2 separate regions of the Rattus norvegicus genome follow, and region 2 is linked to region 1. Evidence: chromatin contacts called from public Hi-C data. All regions are on one chromosome and are shown on one strand. The core of a region is the stretch at or near the end of the contact, and the rest is flanking DNA. Distances in the headings are between cores, read along the strand shown. Region 1 overlaps Peak1 (pseudopodium-enriched atypical kinase 1). Region 2 has its middle 86 kb from the start of Hmg20a.

Evidence for each region. Hi-C and Micro-C count contacts between places; a contact is called where the count stands out from the background.
Region 2: a contact with region 1 is called in a Hi-C map of Schwann cells, with 2.7 times the contacts expected there. The contact joins two enhancer-like sites. A contact is called at or near these places in 7 of 12 Hi-C or Micro-C datasets (the A7r5 cell line, Schwann cells, frontal cortex and 4 more) and 1 of 1 datasets of contacts at active chromatin or transcription factors (oligodendrocytes).

Annotation. Positions count from the first base shown.
Region 1 is chr8:65,503,056-65,506,616 of GRCr8, forward strand. Peak1 (pseudopodium-enriched atypical kinase 1) reads right to left here. Exons shown (of 7, transcript NM_001108149.1): 7 at 1,988-3,561. The coding sequence ends at 3,326. Among named protein-coding and RNA genes, the nearest start is that of Tspan3, 39 kb to the left of the region's middle. Within about 2 kb of position 1,351, at least 7 of the 93 cell types and tissues checked have an H3K27ac peak or open chromatin away from gene starts, as enhancers often do. A contact at or near this core is called in Schwann cells, where this site is marked.
Region 2 is chr8:65,800,289-65,803,813 of GRCr8, forward strand. No RefSeq gene overlaps it. Among named protein-coding and RNA genes, the nearest start is that of Hmg20a, 86 kb to the left of the region's middle. Within about 2 kb of position 1,918, at least 45 of the 93 cell types and tissues checked have an H3K27ac peak or open chromatin away from gene starts, as enhancers often do. A contact at or near this core is called in Schwann cells, where this site is marked.

The DNA of each region.
Region 1 (3,561 bases), core at 101-2,600:
CTGTGCTCACTGGTTCTTGAGAAGTTTCTTCTTGGCCCTTACTTAGCACCAGCAGTTGGGGAGCCTCACTCCCCCATGACCTCATGCAGCCCATCTCCTGAGAACAATCCCTGAAACCCACTGCTCTCGGTGTGCCTTCTGACCTAACTCAGCCTTGGGGTTGGTGATATTCAGGAACTTCATGTCCTTTCCCACATTTCTGCTTTGATTGTTCCTTTGCTCATCCAGTGCTGTCCTCTACGGTGAACATTATGTGGTTGTATGCATTCCCAAAGAGCTCTCCTGTGTGGCAAGGGAGGCTGTTCTCTCCATGACTATGTTACTACACTAACAAGGCACTCTGAGGGGCACTGACTCCTGCTCTTGCCTGCTCTGGCCACAGTCCTGTCTCTCTAGCACCCACATGTGTGGAGAGACTGTTCATGTGGCTTAGGGAAAAGTTCCAGTGGGCCTTAGTTGTTCAAACTCTCAACAGAAGTGGGAGAATCTATGGCATAGACTTTAATAGAAAAGAAAAAAAAAAACCTAGTCGATACAGATGTTACTTGTGAAAACTTCAAGGGCTATACTAGTAACACTCCAAAATTCATAATATATGTGTATATAAAATGTGTGTGTGTGTGTATGTGTGTGTGTGTGTGTGTGTGTGTGTGTGTGTGTGTGTGTGACTGCAGAGGGAAGGACTTCCAGTGAGTGAATGAATCAAAGTGGAAATGTAAGGTATCTATGACAATGTTATATGGACTGGATTTCATTATTTTGAGAAATGAAAGACCACCTGATGGACTTCTTGCCCAGAAATGTAGTTCTTGTCTCTGCTCTGATCTAACCTTCTTCCCCACACCCATTCTGTGGCCATTCCCCAGACAGAATTAACTCCTGTCTCTGGAAAGACAGAGGCCCTTTTCCTGTTAGCTGGCTTTCATCTTTGTCCCTCACTAGTGTGGCCGTAATTCTTAGTGGGAGTCACGTGGAAGGAAGAGTGCTCAGTTTACCAGTGCAGGGAGACAGTGGTAGCAGACGTGTGCACGCTTTTTCTACTATAGTGTGAAAGAAGGCTGCATCTAAGATAACAAACAGAAAAAGAGAGATTTCTACAGACAACAAACAGAGGGGACCAGGGAACATTCTGCATTAAATATGTAACCTCATTAAATAATCAACATTCAGATTTACATGGGCAAGGCACCATGAGAGCAATGTGGAGAAGGTATGTCTCAATCTGCAAGCACTGTGGGAAGTGAAGGGCTGGGCCAGCTGACGTGGTCAGTGGTCTTTTTGCCACCAGTTCAGTGCATAATTAGGCGGGAAGTTATGTGTACATGGGCTATATGACTCAAACCCTAGCCTGCTGGGCATGGTGTAGCCATGACTCATGGCTGCCCACTCCACGGTCATTCTGTCTAGGAGAGACAGACTCTGTGGGCAAACTAGGCCTCTTTCCTGGGAGTACGGAGCACTAGCCAGGATCGCAAAGCCATCCTGCATATGCAGCCTCATACATATCGTTCTCCTTAAAAATGCATAATAAAATACATTCTCCTTTTTTGATCCTCTTTGATAAAGGTGAATCACATGAAAGGCTGTTAAAAATGTTAAAAGTCTAGAAGTTTCCAAGGCCACTAAGGTGCCACCCAAATAATACTGCACAGTCAGTCTTGGCTTTAAGCCAATTCTGAGCTGGTGGGCGAGGGCTTCCTGGGTTTCCTCACTGTCAAGGTGTACAGAACTGATCTGTCCACCCCACTACAGGTTGCTTCCCAGAGGCCTATCTCCAGCATGTGCATGCACATAGTAACACATGCTTACACACTTACCATTCAAGTGACTCTTGGGATTTCAAGGTTGAAGTAAACAGAGACTCACAGTTTTGAATAAAACAAGTGTATGAGCGTTCATACACGCACACAGGTGGAAAGGATACTTGACTCTCAGCGCAAGTATGTGCCAAGGGAAGACAAGAATGTTTCTGCAGTTCTCACTCAGGTAAAGTTGCAACATAAACACTGTAATATACAGCTTAAAAATACATACAAAAATTGCACATAATTCACGGGAGAGCACAGGCTTCATGGGGAACAACTCTCAGTCATCCACTGCAGCCATCAGCCTTCCTGTGAGCTGAGCTCCAGGCCCACTGCAGTCTTAGGAGCGACATGCCACTCACTCTGGGAGGCAGTCTTTCTGGAAGAGGCTGGCACTCCAAGGATCAGGTCAGCCATTTTTGTGGCCTTTCCCGTTCCCCTTGCCTTCCAATAGCCGGCTACCAGTTGCTTTCTAAGGTGACGGTAATGCTAAATTGACAACCATTTCATTCAGGGCTGTTGCTAACAGCATTTGGCAGACTAGTTAGTACCAGCTACTGATGGAAGGAAGCTGGCCAATGACTGCTTTCGGGGGAAGAAACTCTGACTCAGGCACCACCAGCCCTGGCTACCATGCTGATAGGTCTGACAGTAATCAAAGAACAGTACTTGAAAGTCTGTTCCCTGAGGGCCCCTGGAGAATTGCACATAAGGACATTATTTCTTCATATCCTGCCCACTATTCATAATCTGTGGACTGTACTCCATCCTGCTGAGGCATTGGTGATACCACCTCTGGTCAGCTTTGTACTGGACCACAAGAAGTGGATAATAAACTCCAACTTTAGCAGGTGGGACAGGGTGAAGGTGAAGGACAGCCAAGCAGTGGCAGTGGGGTTGTCTATGCAGTGTCCAACCTTTGCTAAGAACAAAAATGGAAACAGACCCATGATCTAACGGCTGGGAATCTCTCTCCTCCTTTCATGGTATGGCGGAACAGACGCTAGTCCCCAGTGACTGAAACTCAGCCGAGAAGGATAATGGCATGTCCTCCCAGGAAAGAGGCAGTCACTGAGGAAGAGGAATCTGCTGCAAGAGCATTACTGGGTGACAGCTGAGCTTGGTGACATGTGTACTGCTAGCTAGTTAGTACAGGTGAGCTTCAGAGTTCTGGAAGAGGCGGATGCAGCTTGCTGAGATCATTCCACAGGAGCTGGTCCTTCATGGACGTGCATTTTCATTTTTTTACCCCACATTTGTGAGCCAATTGGGATGACAAATGTTCCAAGGGAAGGCAACGCATGTTTGCACAGTTGAATTCCTGTACAGTAGAGACACTCAGCCGCTCACTCTGTGGAAAGCCATTGGTGACCTTGCTGAAAGAAGCCCTATGTTCCTGGACAAGGGTGGCAGTTGGCTTCTTTTCTTTCCTTGAATTCTGAGTGAGTACCAGGACAGGGAATGAGGACAACATGAAAAAGGTGGCGATATTTAACAATAAAAGCAACGCCCAGGCCACATTAACGGTACTGCAGGATTTTTACAATGTAGCTCAGGGAGTCTGTGGTGGCAAAGGCCAGATACTGAGCACAAAGCCAATCTTCAAGGCTGATGCCCCCCTCTCTGTCCAGGGACTTCTCGGCAAACTTGATCATCAGCAGTGTTCGCTTGATGTCCAGCCAGTTTTGGAGGAGAGCGTTCTTCTGTACTAGGGTTGCCGAGGTGGTGAAGATTTGGAAGAGATCTTCTCGGGGGC
Region 2 (3,525 bases), core at 668-3,167, 300 kb after region 1:
AGCCCCTGTTGAGTCCATGGGTTGAGAGGGTGGAGAGGAAGCTCCCATTTTGAGATGCGGTGTTGCCAGGAAACACAAAATCATCTGGGAAAGACCTTTGTTTTTGTTTTAATTAGGTAAAGATTTTACATGCGGGGAGCAAGTAGCTTACTCCAGGCTCCAAGCTGTCTCCAGAGGAAGAAAAGTTAAAAAAAAAAAAAAAAAAAAAAAAAAAGTCAACGTGAAGGAACAAAGACTTCTGATGGAGATAGGGAAGCTTCACCTCTTTCCCCGCCCCTGCCTCTCACCTGGAGGTAACTGCCTGGTCCAAAAACAACACCTACATGGGGCCATCACTCTCCTCTAGTCCTTGTTTGCCAGCTTCCGGTGTCCCTCTGTTCTGTCAGCACCTAGTCTGAATTCAGCAGGAAAGGCCGGATGCAGGCCTGGGCCTGGCCCTTCTCTCCTAGCCTGACAGGAGGAGGCCTTGACCTGCCTACAGGATGCCGGTTCACATCCTGGACCTCATCACTGGATCCGGCTTCCCCTGCTGCTCTGGTTTCTTCTTACAGGAGCACTGCAGGGCCGGGAAGGGACCCAATCCCAGACTTCCAGGCAGAACCCTGAGCCTCAGCTTGTCTGTGTTTTGGGGGAGGGGAGGGCTCCTCACTCTTGCCCAATGTCCTCGTCTTAAACTCGTGCAGTACAAAACAAGCCAGTTCATTGTGTTCTTGGATATAAATATTGATTCTGGTTGATGTTAACATTCTGTTCATAAAAGAATGTAACATATTTCTCTCACACCATATTAGACTGATGTGTTGTTTGGCCAAGAGAAGTAGAGATTTCTGGCTTCTGCAGAAAATGTGGACATTTAAATGCATGCGGCTTTCAGAAGTCTGGGGAGCAGACTCAGAATAGCAACTAGGGCTTTTGGCTGGCTTCAGCCCTGTCCTCCATCCTTGGCTTGTCACTTTGGCGTTCCTAATCTCTTGTAATTAGGAAGCTGCCTGGCCGTCCACATCTGCTTTCGTCAGGACGGCCTATAAGGTCAGCGCTGAACATTTTTAATTTTCTTCCCTTGAGAAAAAGATCTGGGAGGTCTCCTATTTTTCTTCCCCACTCCACGTGGGAGGGGAGGGCAAAGGCTTCAGACCAGAGGGTGGTCCATCCAAGCATTCCAACCTGGGCCAGACAAGCCCAAGAATAGGATGTGCTGGCCGCCTTGGCAAGGCAAATTCCCCACATTCCACAAGCGCTCTTCACGGGAAATCTAACTCATGAGAAAGTGGAATTCATGATGTGTTTGCGTGTGCACTCGGGTGCCAGCACGTCTCACACAGACAGATCCCCAGCTCTCTGGTATTTCATAAGAGTGGTAGAGCCCATTTCCAGATGTGGAAAGGCAGACTGGCTCGCTGTGCTGTCAGAGGAAGCAGCGCCCTCTGCTGTTCGGACCAAGAAGCACTGCGGTGGAGGGAAAGAACCCGAGAGGTCTGGAAAGCAAGTTCCTGGTAAAAACCTGGGCTCACCGTGGCTGACTGGAGGCCTTGCACCTCCTTTCTCTTCCCATTGCGAGACTGCAAGAGGCTGGCTGCCCTCGGACTAGCTGGTTCTTTTGATGTTCCGTAGCTGTGAGCCAGCCAAAAATGAGGATTTACAATAAAACTCCAGCCTCCCGCAGCATCTGCTGAGCTAGTTCCGAGGTGAGAGGCAGTGACGCTGACTTCTGCATGAGAACCTAGCCAGCAACCCCAAGCCAGGCAAGACAATAGGGGCACCGTGCCCACGAGGAGGCCTCCGGCCGAGAGGCAGCCCTGTGGCCTCATTGTGCCCTTGGAAGGCGCTGGCAGAGGCCTGGCTGCCTCCGAGGCTTCCAGCAGAGTGGAAGCTGCCATGGCTCAGCTCAGGCAAACTGGCATCTCCACCGCCAGGAGCTGGCAACGCAGACAGAGAGGGGCCCCGCCTTCTGCCCTGTTTCCTGCCAAGAAGGAGCCTCTGCAGCACCGCCAGAGCCGATTCGCCGGGTTGAGGGAGAGGAAACGACAGAGGGGGGGGGGGGGTAGAGAAAGGGAGAAGGAAAGAGGAAAGAGAAAACGGGAGAAGAGGAGGGAGTGGGGAGGAAGAAAGAGGGAGGAGGGAGAGAGAAAGGGAGAAAGAGAGGAGGAAGAGAGGGAGAAAAGGAGGAGAGAGGGAGGGAAAAGGTAGAGAAAAGGAAAGAAAAGAGGAAGAAAGAGGGGAGGGAGAAGAGAGAAATATGAGTGTGTGATGAGAGAGGAGAGAGGGGGAACACTCTGTGTGTGTGTGTGTGTGTGTGTGTGTGTGTGTGTGTGTGTGTGTGTGTGTGTGTGTGTTTTCGCGCGCGCGCGCTCGCCCAAGCTCCCAAGCCAGGTGCAGAAAGCTACGGAAGCAAACTTATTGGACAACCTTTCAGTTTTGCAAGAGAAAAAAAAAGAAGGCATAAGACAATCAGTTTCTGTTTTGAGGGGAAGATTTTTTATTTATTTATTTTTGGCAAACTGAGCTCCTCTCTGCTGGGAGAACCGAAAACCCAAACCACCAAGCAGCCCCTAACAACAATGCCCTTCTCTCTCTCTCTGGGACCAATTTCCAGACAGCACAGCAGTCCTGACAAGGTCAACAAGCCGAAGCTGTGAGCGCAAGATCTTTATCTACGTGGGAAATAAGAAAATCATTTGACTGATAAAAGGAAATACAATAAATAGCATCTAAATTCCTGGCTGCATTCCCCTGAGCCCCTCCTCTGCAAGAGAAAGTGCCAGGGCAGGAATACAACTGCCACTACAGCAGGTTTAAAAATAGCACACTGCACACAGCCCTTCCTACCTTCCAGAAAGACTTCATTACCGGGTCCTCAGCCCTGAGCCTGCAGAGTCGCTGCTGGCGCTTTCTTACCCCTGCTCTGGATTTTCGTTGGAAGCATGAAGGTAGAGAGGGTGTGATACATTTCCCTCCTGCTCAGCTAGTTTCAGTCCTAGCACGTCTGGCGCACACCGCGAAAGTCCATTGTATTTAATGGGGTGTTAACTCTGTTTATTCTCTAGGACTTGTACGGTAATTTTACACTCTGCAAAACTAGCAACTCGAACCTGAAGTGCTTTTCCTCCCTCCTCATGCCACTCTAATGGGCCTCTAGCTCCAGGTCCCTTCACAGGCTTAGCATTTCCCCAACTGGGACAGCCAAGGCTCTGAGCATGGTGCAAGCTGCTTCCCACAGCTGTTAACACTGCTGTGGCCTGAGACAAGTCTGCATCTCTTACAGACTCAGTTTGTGCCATCTATTAAATGGGTATTTAAATTTGCCTTGTGTACCTAGAAAAACTGTTGGCACTGGTCCTCTGGTTCTCAGCTGGTCACTTTCGTATCTCCTTGGAAAACTGTTGTAAGTGACCAAATGATCCCTGCTAGCCTAAATCTGAGTCTCCATCAAGTTAAAGGACTCAAGGCCATGAAAGCAACGACACCTTACAGATTCATAATATAAACTCAGGTCTGCTTTACCTTTCAAACACTAATTCAAAATAT